Regions from separate parts of the Mus musculus genome. Here region 1 is linked to region 2. The links are chromatin contacts, called in public Hi-C maps. All regions are on one chromosome and are shown on one strand. The core of a region is the stretch at or near the end of the contact, and the rest is flanking DNA. Distances in the headings are between cores, read along the strand shown. Region 1 overlaps Gm26684 (predicted gene, 26684). Region 2 holds the start of Enpp2 (ectonucleotide pyrophosphatase/phosphodiesterase 2).

Region 1 (6,992 bases), core at 1,292-3,791, 43 kb before region 2:
TCTCAGGTGCTCCACCCCCTTACCCATATCCTTGCTGAGGGGGAGGGGCTTCCAGTCTTTGTCTCTATTGGTGTTTTTCATACGCTGATCCGGATGTTTCTCTCTCTTTTCCTACATTCATAGTACAAATTAGGTTGATTGATATTATATAACTGGGTCGCACTGAGGTGCCAGAGAGGTTGCTCAGTGGTTTGGACCATGCGTTGCTGTTACAGAGGACTCGGGTCTGTTCTCTAGAACCCACATTGGATGGCTCTGCAACTCTTGTGCTCTCTTCTGGCCTCCATGGTCACCTACATTCAGGAGTGCATAGCCACCTATACACACACACATAATTAAGAATAAAAATGTTAATAATATACTGAATCTTGATTCAGTCCCAGGGAAAACTGAACCTCTGTATACAAGGCATCTTGCCAGTGGATAGAGAACAGTTGTTATTACACTTATTTATTATGAAAGTCCACAAATTAAACTGAATGAATCTCAAAGGAGCCCATTGGCTTCTCTCACTCATGATCTGGGGTAGTGGGACACCCCCCCCCCCCGCCCCAGTTCCAGTGGCTTAATCTCTGAGGTTACCTTCCTTTCTTCTCTCTGTAGTGATGTCCTTCTGGTCTTAAACTCGAAATAGGTTTGACCTTCCAAATATTTCTTTATTCTGCAAATTCACGGTCTGTACTGACCTTTTGTATTCTGGCCTTTATCATCTCCTGCTTGGACCTTTCCAGAAGATTTTCTTATAGTTCCATGGCCTCTGCAGACTCAAGCACTCACATCTCTACCTTATCATAGAGACTGGGGAAAAAAACCCAACAACCAAGATAAATTCTAAACTCAGTAAGACAATCGATGCTGTCCACTGTGTAGTCTTGGTTGGCATGTTTGAAGAAGGTGGGCAGACCTGTGGCTGAAAATACTGTGGAAAGACCAGCTTCTTTTTATTACAGACAGCAAAAGCAAATACAAGAAAGCTGACATTTTTAGTTTATGTAACCTAAATGGTTTGTTGTTGTAGTTGTTACTGTTACTTTTTACCATGACAAATGACCAGTTCCTAGAAATCTATCAGTGTATTCTAGGAAAGCAGATGTTCTACTGGAAACACACAGCAGTAGGCACTCAGAAACGCAGGCTTTATTTCTTAACGTATCTATTTGTCCATCCATTTACTCATTTGGTTCTTTGATCACCGGGTTACCTATTAAATATCTAGACAAAGAGTTTACAAAGTAACTCAATACAACCCCTGCTCTCAAGGGCAGACAATAAGAGGCTACACTAAGACTCCAGAAAAGGAGCTCCGCTCTAAAAAGCACGCCCTGGTTTTTAAACCTAACCTAAGCCAATGCAAGAGGGTAGGGGAAGCTGGGTTTGAAGCGTCCAGACCTGGATGCGTAAGTTACCATGATGAAAAGAGGGAAGAAGTTCCAGCAGAAGGAAGCAAGTCAGGAGGTCTCAAGGGAGACAGGACTTCTGTGATGCTAACATGGCGGGTTTCTGATGCTGACTTTAAGACGAGCCAGGGATATCATTAGCTATAAAGTTCAGCAAGAGGGAATAAATGCTCATTTTGGGTGGCTCTAGCACTCACAGGGTCTTAAACAAAAAAGTGCATGGTTTCCGGAGCTTCTGCTTGGGCCCTGGCAGAGCTGATCCGCCATCAGCTCTTGTCTGTGTGCAGCCATCTTGAGCAGGTCACTGCTAATCTCTTCTGAGAAACTGAGGCCTTGTCTTCAGGACAATGAGAAATCCTGCAGGGCAGGAAGCAGTAAATTAGGTGGAGGATCAGGATTCTAGGGAGATCTTTCTGACCCCTGGAAGAAAGGGAGGGTTGTCATAGGCTCACACTAGATTTGAGGAGAGCGATTAGGAGACATGGTCAATGGTTCACATGAGAGAGGAGAGTAAGGCCAAGAAAACGTGGTGAGGGACATTTATCAGAGTTAGTAACACAATGGATGATTAAGGGAAAGTATTAGCAGCTTTTAAGGAGCAAAGGAAGAGTTACAGTCTAGCTGAAAGCCTGCTTTCCTAAAGGCTGCCCAAAGCAACAATGTGTTCAGTGGGTTGTGATTTTGGCTCAGTGAGGAAATAGCTGCTTTCTATTCCTAACAGTTTCACTGAGGTAGGACCATCACACAGAGCTCCACATTCTTACTGTGCAGTTTGTTGTCTTTGGAGATACACAAACACCTGTGACACTATCACCACAGTGAAGATGCCAAACGCCTGCATCACCTCAGGAAGGGAAACCAGACTTTTAAGAACCTAAGTTTCACAAAGGACACAAAGAAACATTGGGGCATGTCTGTACTGCACCTGGTAGAGGTGAGTGTCCCCTGCTTCATTTTCTTGTGCAAGCCTCACCTGAGCCCGATGAGGACATTCATGTTTGTGACAGCTTGTTCCACTCTTCCTCCCACTGGGGACATCTTCATGAGGTGATAGAAGAATCTCATTCATTAGCCTGAGCAGCAATTCAAACTTTCAACGTTGTGCAACCCTATTGAGTTAAACTTTTACAAGTCCTTTGTCAGCCCAGCGTGGGCGAGACATGAACCAGCCGGGCTGGGGTGAGAGAGGTGCGGAGGGTGAGACGTGTGGTGCTAGTCACTTTGCAAATGTGGATGGCTGTGAACGTCTTCGACCGCTAACTTGTGGGTGCTTTATGGTTGTTGTTAAAAATCTGTAATCATTTAGATTCTCTCTGGCTTTATAGTCAAGTTTAAATTATTGTGGATGGCTTTTATTTGGTAGGTTTTGTTTGTTTTTGAGACAGGGTCTCACTGTTGTAGACCAGGCTACAGAGATCACAGAACTCACAGAGATCTCCCTACCAGTCTCGGCTTCTCTATGGTTGGGAATAAAGGAGTGTACCACCACATCCAGCTAAACCCAGGGTATTTTTAACAGAAAGAAGGATCCTTGACATAGTGGAACAAGATCTGTCACCAGGGTGTTCCTTACCCAGGCACTGGAACTCTCTGTGTGATGTTTCTTTCCCCACGTCTCTTTTCATTCTCTCAAAATTCCTTTCAGAGTTTAATCCTCCATTTCTGTGAAATGTTTGTATTTAACAGGGTTGGCACACACACTAGCATCTCAATAAATATCTGTCAAACAGACTAATGAGCATTTTGAGCCTGACTCCAGGGTAAGAAGATAAATGTGGCAGGCTTATCTTCTGTAGCTGCTTGTGATGTAGCATCAGTGACAGGGAGCTGCTGACTAAAGCCCATGCTTAGGGCTCCTACCTGGAGCTGCTGAGGAGACAGCGCAAGAAGTGGGGCTGGGGAAGAGCTGAATCTGAGCAGTGTCCAATACTCAGGAAAGACAATGCAGAGGAAGCTGGAAGGGGACCCATAGTTTCATGTCCCCTTCTATAGGCTGGCATGTAAGAGGCCAGCTACCCTCTGACTCCAACTTTCTGGATAATTGGCTGATTTGCTGGTGACAACATCAACCTAAGTCTTTGGCCACTCACAGTTGTGTGTGATGCAGAGAGATGGTTTTATCCTAATGTTGCCTTTGTCTGTCCGGAGAGTGATAATCACACAAAGATTGATTTTTGACATATTTTTAGCAGATATTCTGGGGAAGGCTAAGCAGATGGTGTCATACACGGGTCTGGTTCCTAGGGATGGTAACAGGAGAGCAAGGGCACTATACAAGAGGACTGTGGGGGAACAGGTATGATGCAAAGTCCAGTAAGCCATTTTACTCTTTCTGCTTCGGGGACTGAGGAATATGGAGAAACTCTGCTCCTTCCATCACATTTAAACTCTGGACATGGAGCTAAAACATTTTGACTTTCCATTAAGTTTGCTTGCTTATTTTGTTTTGTTTTGTTTTTGAGACAAGGTCTCACCATATAGCCCTGGCTCGTGTAGAACTGGTCTCAAATGCATAGAGATCTGTCTGTGTCTTTCCCCTGAGTGTTGGAATTAAAGATATGCATCACCTCACCCAGTTAGTAAGTTATTTTTAGGTTTCAGATGAATCAGCTCAAGATTTATAATGTCTATTAAAATACAGCGTGAAAATTTCACAGTGATAATAGTTGATAACGTTCATAACTGCGTCACTGTCCCCTTTCCACGTTGCATCATGCATAGGACAATATGTAAAGAGCTGTGGCCAATCAACAAGAAGCAAAAGCACGTACCAAGTATTTACAATGTTCCAAGTCTGTACTACGCACCTCACACAGCCTCTTACTTCACTGTAATGACTTTTCAGTTCTCTGATGAGGTGGCCAGAGGGCAGGAATTATTTTTATAATCTTTGTGTAGATGGAGAAGTGACACATGAAGATCAGCAACTGCTGTCTGGTTAAGTTAGAGTTTGACCGAGGAACTTTGATTTAGAGTGCGTCCTGGTGGCCTAAGAGATCCTGCACAAGTAGCCGTGCTGAAACAGGGCTGGTGAGTGAGGTAGTTTCCCTCAATTGGATTCCATTTCTTTCTTCTGTTCTGAGGTGATAGATACAGCTAACCCTCTTAGCTGCTTCATCCTCACTGTCATCCTAGGGCTCAGGAATTTGGACAATTTCCCAGGCTGCAGTGGATTCTGTCTAAGAAGTACTGCCTTCATTTACCTTCCAATATCTCTACAAGGGTCCAAATTCTTTCACATACCTCCCACATAAAATGGAAGTTTAAAGACAAATGCATGTTCAAAGGTGTCAGCAGATGCCGATCACAGACAACGAGTCATTGGGTGGTTCTAGTCATAGGATATGGCTAGATCATACAAACCTGCAGACACAGAACAGTCTCTACCTGTGGTTGCCCAGAACCAGGAGTCTGGGTGACATGAAGAATGACAGATAAGGAATATGGTATTTGTTTTTGGTGTGATGAAATGTTCTGTAATCAATCCTGATGTGGGTTGTGCACCTATTTAAACATTCCCAAGTCATTGACATGCACAGTTTAAATCAGTGAATTGCATATCAAGAGTACACCCCAATAAAGTTTTAAAAATCAAATAAAAACTAAAAACTAAAGCAGACCATCTCTCTAAAAAGATCATTTAGAACATTGCTTTATTAATTTATTAATTCAATTTTCTGGCTGGGCGGTCAGTTGGCCATGAGATACAATGGAGGAATTGCTCAGTCAGGAACCATCAGGACTCAGGAGGAGAAAAAAGCCAGTGGGGTATGCTGTGTGCAAGCAGAGAATGGGCTGGGCCCCAGCCTAGCAGAGGAGGCTGTTTTGAGCCCAAACTCATGGGAGTTGAGTGGGGAAAGGCCCTAGACCAGTGATTCTCAACTTGTGGGTCCCAAATCCCAAAGACCATTGGAAAACACAGATATTTATATTTGGATTCATAGCAGTAAATTAGAGTTATGAAGTAGCAAAATGGAGATAGGTTTATGGATGAGGGTCACTACAATATGGGGAGCTGTATTAAATGGTTGCAGCATTGGGGAGATTGGGAACCATCCATGAGGTAGTTGAGCCAGATATGAGTGTTGGGGATGGGGATAAGAGCCGGTGAAAACTTAGAGAAATGAGAAAACAGGTCTTCATCTGCATGCTGGGAAGGTCCATCATGTGTGGCAGGACCAAGAAGAAAACGATTGAGAATTAAGTAGACACTGGGGATATTACTTATTTCTCTTTGGGGCTGAGCTCTGTGTCATGAAGAGATGAGGTGAATCATTTTCAAGCATAGCTTTTAGAACCACCCGGAATTTAACCCATAGATAACTGTCCTTGGTGTTTTTGGTATCAGGATTTGTTTATTTGGGTTTTTTTTTCCATTTTTAGAATAACCAATGCCTATGGTTATTTTAGAAACTGATCTATCTATTTAGCAAGCATTTTCCTCCCACTCAGGCATCACAGTATCTTCTTAGGTGCTGTCATTTGGTATATGCTTAGCTGCCTGCTTAGCCTTTTTTGACTCATTGGCAGCCATGTAAGCTTGGTCTCACGGTACTTTTCTAATGTACAATTTTTGATTCCTTTTGGCTGTACTCTCAGCCAGAGATGCTTCAGTGGAGAGATGCTTCAGTGGTCCATTGAAATTTAAACATGTTGGGTTCTTTTCTTTTGGATTTCTTCCATCTGTCCTGTGTGTGTGTGTGTGTGTGTGTGTGTGTGTGTGTGTGTGTGTGTGTGTGTGTTTTCTCTTCTCTAGAGATGAGTCCAGGAATCTGTTGAAGATTCCTCTTGGAAAGGAAGATAGACTTACATTTTCCATTAAGAAACAAATTTTAAAGAGCAAAAATGGTTCTCAACTTTAAGGGTATATAATCAACAATGCTTTCTAAACTTGCATGGCACCACACACCTGTAATCCCAGCAGCCAGGAGGTAGAGGTAGGAGAACAAGAAGTTCAAGAACATCCTTGGCAACATTTTTAGTTTGAGGTCAGCCCGGGCCACAAGTGACTCTGACTCTAAAAACCTACAAGGAAAATCATGGGAACTGAGGATATGATATAGTACTGAACAGGACAAGGGTCTCAGATTCCATTAGGTTCAGATTAGAGGAAACAACAGAAAGTGAGCAAGGCCCAAGAACAGAGAGACTCTCATCATGGCATGGGAACAGGTGATCTGAAAACAACAATAAAGGTGAACCAATATCCAGTCACAAAGCTCCCTAGATGGGCTGTGTAGGCAAAGTCTCTTTGAGGAGGTGACAACAAGCTCTGAAGCCTGAGGAAGAACTGGCCTTGGAATTCTCTTCGTGTGTGTGTGTGTGTGTGTGTGTGTGTGTGTGTGTGTGTGTGTTGTGTGTTTGTGGACCCCTTTCTTCCTGTGTGTGTGAGAGAGGTGTGTGCATGTTCCTAGCAGCATGTGTTCACACTCATACATGCATGCATTGTTGTTGTTTCAAGGACGAGATAGTGGGAACAATAGAAGATAAGTAAGAAGCTCCTCAATGACATGGGGTTCAAGTGGAAGTTTCAGGAGATGTCATGTGATGCAGACTCACCTGGTGTTTTGCTGAGGCAAGCCTGATGGGAGGACA
Region 2 (6,878 bases), core at 1,366-3,865:
GTTCTTGAGGCCAAGTTGCTTACCAGGTATTTACAGGGTTAGGGTTTTCTCTGCCAGAGGGCAGTGTTCTCTGAAATATGCTGGGTTCATAAGCCACACTGGACGTTTACAGCTTTTTTTCGCCCCTATATTCTTTTTGCTGTATTGAGCCAGCCAGCGATGTGTGTCAAAACCTTAAACACAATAACAGGTGAGCTTTATTTCTTTTGAAATATTTTGTACTGTAGTCTAGTATTTTAGGTGGATTTTTTTTGACCTATTGTCTACATTACCAGGCTCAGAGTTTTCTTTATTTGAGATAATGAGAGTTAATTGTGTTTTACAGTTGATTCGATGCCAAGATAAGGCTATCCTCCTGACTGCCTAATCTATAATGATTACCTTGTAGTAAAAATCTGCTTGCTTTCTGTCTTGCCCAGCAGCCCTGTTGGGGGTGGAGACATGAGAATTGCTGAGGACTTCTGGCTGCTAGCCTGGCTCGGGCTTCAGTGAGACTCCCTATTTCAACAGAATAAGGGACAGAGTAATAAGGAAGGACACTCAAAGCCCTTCTGTGGCTTCCACACATGGAAAGCACATATACCTTCATATACATATGCACATATAAAACACACACACACACAATTTGCTTAACTATAGCTAGATGGTGTGTATGCATTTAGACACCTGTGTATATTCTTATATGTGTATGTGCATGTTTATGTGTACACATGTATGTGTATGTACATGTGTATGTGTGTGCATGTGTATATTTGTATATATGCACGTGTATGTAGGTGTGTGCATGCTCATGTGTGCATGCTTTGTCCAGTCCCTGATGCACAGTGATCTGGGTGAAAATACAATTCTTTGGCAGAATGGCTCACAGAAACAGTGGCTCATCTTGATCCTTTTCGATCAATGGGTAATCCAGTGCTGTACAGATCATGATATACGTGACCAACTTGCTCTCACGCTTTGTGGCCCCCTCTCTCCTGCACAGCTAGTTTGCTTTCCATAAAAATAAAACAACAAAATACAAAATGATCTTCAGTTTCTGAGCTGTATTTTTTTTTCCTTCCAAGGAGAGCCTAGGTTTTCTTAGAGATGGGTTTCTATGTCAGAGAAAGTCTCAAGTTTCTGGGACCTACAGGCTGGGGAGGCTGGAGAGAAAAGGAGGCCATTTGTTTTCAGATCCTCTGTAGCATGCAGGGTACACTGAAATAACAGTGCAGACCCAATGATTTCCTTTTGGTTTACAGATTTCCCTGAGAACAGCAGATTTGCATCTCGAGATGGAATATATAGTAGAAAAACCTTACATGGGGTTAACATCTTTTAGAAGCCTTGCTAAATAATGAACTCCAGATCAGTTTAGCTTGGCATACAGACTAAAGCAAGAGGCTTGTAGATAAATTCATAGCCTGCCCGCTCTGCGAGAGTCCAAAGCTAAGAGGATCCTAGAAGAGCCACTGAGTGTCTGGCAGTGTCTCTTCTTCTTTTCAATGAGCTGTTTACTAAATTCTAGAGTTTCTAATGAAACCCAGGCTTACTCTGCGATCCACGTAAACAAGCTCTTGGCTTTTGTGCTATCGGGTTTTATGCGAGCAGAGCCACGGGGGCTTCCTTTAAGCAGTTGCTGCCTGGAAGGTTCCTGTTTGTTTACGTATGCACATATGTGCTCTGCAAGAATGATCGTCAAGGGGCCCGGTAGGGGAAAGCCAAAAACAAGCCTCCCCTCATTTGAATCCTAAAGGCATATAATATGGAAACGACTTTCCGATTTAGAGGCTTCTAAATTTGGTGTGGTTGCCAAGTTGCAAAATTGCTTAGGATAGAAGCTTCAACACACACAAGAGCCTCCCGGGACAGTCTCTTCAAAGGAGATGCGCATTTGACAGGAATTCTTGCAGCCATTGCCACTTTCAAGCTAAATTCAAGGCTAATGAAGCTCCCTCCCCTACTGTCCTTTATGCCTGCGTCCTACCCCACCCCCACTCCACAGACAAGCTGACTTTTGTCAGGAATGGGTAGAGACTGGAATGATATTGTCTGTTTCTCATACTCAGAAGGGCTTTATGCAGCTTAAGCTGGCAGCCCCAGTATTTTGATAAAAGTTACTAGTGTAAAATTTAACAACATGAAGGGAAAATAATGTTATCTCTCGTGTGAGTTGCAATTTTGGAAGCTCCCATTGTGTGAAGCTCCCAAGGAATCAGAAGTAGCTGACAATGTATTTATATAGATACAGGGTCATTCCAACTGCCAGAAAAATAAACAAATGGTAAAGACAGAGATTTGTTTGGTTTATAAATTGTACCCCCCCCCCTTGTTTAAAAAAAAAACCCTGAAGTTGGGGGGTTGAGGGCATCAAATAACTACATAGTAAACGCTTCGAGCTGATGGGAAATTCTGGGCAGCTCTGATTCATTTTTATCGGATAAAGTACATTTGGTTTCTCTTTTGACAAACCATGTATTTGAGAGGGAAGAAAAAAAAAATCGAACATGCACTGTTATTGGCCACAGCTACACAAGAAGTCCTCCGGTTGCCAAAGGATACCACATGAAAGTGTCTGTTCAAGGGGAGGGGCCGGTCGGGGGGTGGGGCCAAGAAGGATGTTGCCTTAAGCCTCTTCTGCTCAGAGTTGCAATTTGTGAACCAACTGTGATGAAATCGAGCTCTGCACGAATCAGATGCGCCTGTCAACTTCCCAGGTGGGATTGCTTGGAGTTAACAGCCTGAACGCAGAGCCCCGAAAGCAGAGCATTCAGGGCAAGCAGAGAACACCCTGCAGAGGTTTTCCAAGAATCCCTCGGCATGGCAAGACAAGGCTGTTTCGGGTCATACCAGGTAGGAGGATGGTACGGTGACTAGCGAGGTGCCGAATCTCTCCGATCACTACCATTTGAATTCGATTTTTTTTCTTTTTTCTTTTTCCTTGTTCAAATTCAGACATCATCTGAGAATGCCTTTCCGAATTGGCAGGATTCGGGTTGTTAGGGTCATCTGAACTGCTTCCATGCACTTTGAATGCATCTAATCTAGTTGTGTTTGACAACTTGATCTCCTTATCCCCTTAGGTAATATCCTTGTTCACTTTTGCCATCGGCGTCAATCTCTGCTTAGGATTCACAGCAAGTCGAATTAAGAGGGCCGAATGGGATGAAGGACCTCCCACAGGTAAGAGTATCCGTTATTAGCAGTTTTGTTTCTTTAACAGTACTGTGCAGGGCGATACATTTAGCCCAAGGTGAGAATAGGTTATCGCTTTAATGTTGGAGAAGGATGGGGCTGACAGGTTCCACGTGGTGGTACAGAGGGTTGAGACGGCTGTGTTGTGTAAAGTACATTATTTGCTATCAGAAAGTTCTATCCTAGGAATGAGAAAAAAGGAAGTTAAAAAAGGCAATAAACTTTTTTTTTTAAAAGTGAAACTAGAAATTTATTTATAACTTTGGGACTAAGATTTACTGAGACTAGGGGAACCCTCAAGGTGAGTTTAGAGAGGAGATCTGTGATCGCTGTGTTTCCTTCTGGAAGAAGGCAAGGTGAGTTTTCGGAGCTGACTTAACTAACACAGCTGGAGTGAATGGGGCTCCTTTGCAGTGGGCTGTACCCAGCGGAGTGGGGCTTCATAAAGGAACGTTTGTGCAGGCTGAGGGGGCCTAGCTGACCTGGTCTTAAGCAATGGCTTGGTTAATTTCCTGGAAATTGGAGCTGCTGATGGTTTCAGAATTAAAAATTGCATTCGAAATGACAGGTACTCTAGGGGGCAATATTTTCTTCCCTTTCTCTGACATCACAGTATGTCTTCTGTCTCCCCGGGAATTTGGTGTTTCTCTGTGTTTCTTGATTGGCACTCTATGAAACACCACCTGCCTTTATACCACCATAAATGTGTATTATTAAATGAGGCATAGTGGAATACTGAATCTTCCACATGGCAAGTTATCTGACTTAGGCTTGAGAAGAAGGTTGAAGGTACAGTAGGTGATGAGGGTGAAGGAGCTGCAGTGTGTTTTGGAGAAAGAATGTGAAAACAGATCTTAAAAAACTGTGGCCCCGGGGAGCCTGAGGGACAAAACTGCATTGTGTTTCTTTGGGGAGAGAGGAGAGGGATTGCTGGGCCAGAAGAGAAGGCTGTTTTTATTGGAGGCAAACACTGTCTTCAAAGCCTTCTTTTTGACCCTCGCTAAGGCTGATTGTGACAGGGGACTAGGTCCTTGGCCTGAGCATGCAGCTCTGACAGCCCATGGCCGGGTCTTTCCACTGTGCGGAAAAGGAACCAATTTTCTGCTTTCTTTAAATGATAGTGGCAGGAATCGATGCTGTTTCTTTGATGACTGCATTATTTTCAAACTTGGCCATTATTTTTTTTTTTGGACTATGGATCATCAAAGTACCAGCCTGGGACCCTGAGTCCATATTAATAAGTGCTCCTTTCACAGGCAAGTCACTTGTAATGCCTCAGCCCTCAGCAATGAGCATCAGTTTAGAAGACTTTATCTTCTAGATTGTTAAAAATAAAATAATAAAAAAACATTTCCTCCATCCTGTTTCATCTCCTATTAAATGTGTGTGATCTCTACCAGAAAATGTGAAAAGTATGGATTAAATGTATTAGTCCCTGAAAACACTGCTCATATAATAAACTACTTCCATATGTTGTAGGGAATAGATACAAGACAAGTAATGTCAATATTACTTCTGGAAACTAGTCTAGTCTACAGTACTGCTGATCAATTAGATAGCGTTAGACCTACTACAGAGTACTGCTTCTTGACTTGTTAATGGAATCAGTATCTGGAGCCTTAGGGTGTATAGTGATAGTTCACTTCATCTCCGTGAAGCTTAGTTTTAGGGCACCACACAGTTTATATCCGAGTTTCAGGATTTTGGTAGACTTATGTGGCTTTTCTTCTTAAGCTTTCTTGTGATGCAGCTTACCTGCTGTCTACACACTGGGGTTCATTTCTGCTTAAGTAGAAAAGACAAAAGATTCCTTTTAGAAATCGGGAAAGGCAGAGTGTAGACAGGTTTTCTATCTTTTTAAATTGCTAACTACACTTGCAAGGGGGAACCTCCTAAATAATACTAGTGATAGGTGGTTCTATTAGCAAAACTTGAGTCAGAGAACATTGGGTGAATCTTTTTCTACACTTTAAAAAATAAAAGTCAAAAGAGAAAGCATCCTAGGATCTTATTTATTTATTTATTTATTTATTTATTTATTTATCACAGCATGCTTGGGCTCTAAAGATATCCTGCAAATTCAGTGCTATCAGGTGTTTCACAAACAAGAAACGCAATGACTGTTCATTTATATGTGGCCAGAGCAAGAACCACCATTCAAAAGCATACAACTTCTTGATTAGTCCTCAGGGTTCCTGGGCAACAGCTGAGAACATTTGCATGCATGAATACTCTCATTGGTACACTTTGAACTGAGATGTCTGCTCCAAGGTTGTGACCATGGAAAAAAACTTATAATTAATTAACTAGTACACTTTTTAGCTGGATTTCTTGTTAGGACCTGATGATCTACTAGAAGCAGGAGGGGGATGAGACCTCTTTCAGATCCTGGGATGTGTAGGAGGTGTGAAATGACCAGAGTGAGTTATAAGGCTTGGAAAAGGGACACTAAGGTCAGCAGGGTGGCAGAAATAGCATTTTAAAGGAACAATAAGTGCAGTTGAGTTGGAGATCTTTGTTTAAACATCCGACGTGGTCACTCTGTTTATCTATAAAATGGAAAGAAAATGTGTGTGCATGCAGTTGTCTACACACAGGCACACACATGGAATTGGCGTGCCTGGAGTTGTGCAGGAGTCTGCGTGACAGAAGCTATGCGCCTTTCAATACTCTTCCAGTCCCCAAGTAGCCATGGACACTCTTTGAAATAGAAGCCATGTGACTCTTGACTGACAAAATGGCATTTGTGAGCTTGGGAATACTTGGATAATAAAAATTTGATAACTCGGTCTAATTTATCGCCATTTTTATGGGCTTGAAAGGAAAGTTTAAGAGCACGGGAGTGACGAATTTGTGGGTAAATACGAGACGAAGAGCACAGCTAACAACTTTATTGGGAAATGCAAAGTGGTTGCTAGGGACGAGGAGCCCCTTGTTCCTTGATAATTTTAGGAGTCTCAGTGTACAGTTGAGAGCACTTTCAATAACATTCCAGCAGAATGCAGGAAGATCTAGAACTGAGAGATGATCAGCCATCACTCTGTGAGGACAGTGACCAAATGGGGTGTACCACTCGGCGTGACTGCGTGCTAGACTGAACACAGAATTTGAGGAGTTTGAGTCAATAAAATGAGGTCACCCGAGTTAAGACTCAATGACGCCATTGGGTTTACAGTTGACTGTGGAGTGGGGCTCAGGGTGGTGATTTCTCCATTTTTTTTTAATACAGCTGAGAATTCTCGATAATGTTTCTATATCTGAAACTTCAGTGTGCTTTGTTCAACATATTTTTTTTTGTTTTTTTGTTTTCCTTGATTTTTCTTTTATTGAAAATAGATTTTTTCATACAGTACATTCCAATTATGGTTTCCCTCCCCCAACTCCTTTTAAGTCCTCCCCACCTCCTCTCCTGTCTGAATCCACAGTATTTCTGTTTTTCCTTAGAAAACAAATAGGCATCTAAATAATAATAATAAAGTAAGATAAAACAAGCAAGCAAACAAGCATAGGACAAAACAAACAGAAGAAAAAGAGCCAAAGAAAAAGTACATGAAACATAAAGATGCGCGCGCGCACACACACACACACACACACACACACACACACACACAAGAATCCCATAAAAAAATCACGAGATTTTTTAAACTGATAAAAATCAACCAGTCTTTCAAAATCGTGATTGGAAGACAACACCCAAAATTTAC

What was found. Hi-C and Micro-C count contacts between places; a contact is called where the count stands out from the background.
Region 1: a Hi-C map of liver shows a contact between it and region 2, with 1.6 times the contacts expected there. The contact joins the enhancer-like site here to the promoter of Enpp2 in region 2. A contact is called at or near these places in 2 of 39 promoter capture datasets (liver and macrophages), 12 of 484 Hi-C or Micro-C datasets (Sertoli cells, cerebellar granule neurons, cerebral cortex and 4 more), 6 of 115 datasets of contacts at active chromatin or transcription factors (embryonic stem cells, fibro-adipogenic progenitors, heart atrium and 3 more) and 3 of 9 other capture datasets (adipose tissue, liver and pancreatic islet).

What each region holds. Positions count from the first base shown.
Region 1 is chr15:54,958,775-54,965,766 of GRCm38.p6, reverse strand. The region is part of intron 2 of Gm26684 (predicted gene, 26684); the gene reads right to left. Among named protein-coding and RNA genes, the nearest start is that of Gm26684, 9.3 kb to the right of the region's middle. Within about 2 kb of position 2,541, at least 5 of the 459 cell types and tissues checked have an H3K27ac peak or open chromatin away from gene starts, as enhancers often do. A contact at or near this core is called in liver, where this site is marked.
Region 2 is chr15:54,915,883-54,922,760 of GRCm38.p6, reverse strand. It overlaps Enpp2 (ectonucleotide pyrophosphatase/phosphodiesterase 2), which reads left to right and starts at 2,615. Exons shown (of 25, transcript NM_015744.4): 1 at 2,615-2,832; 2 at 3,063-3,162. The coding sequence starts at 2,800.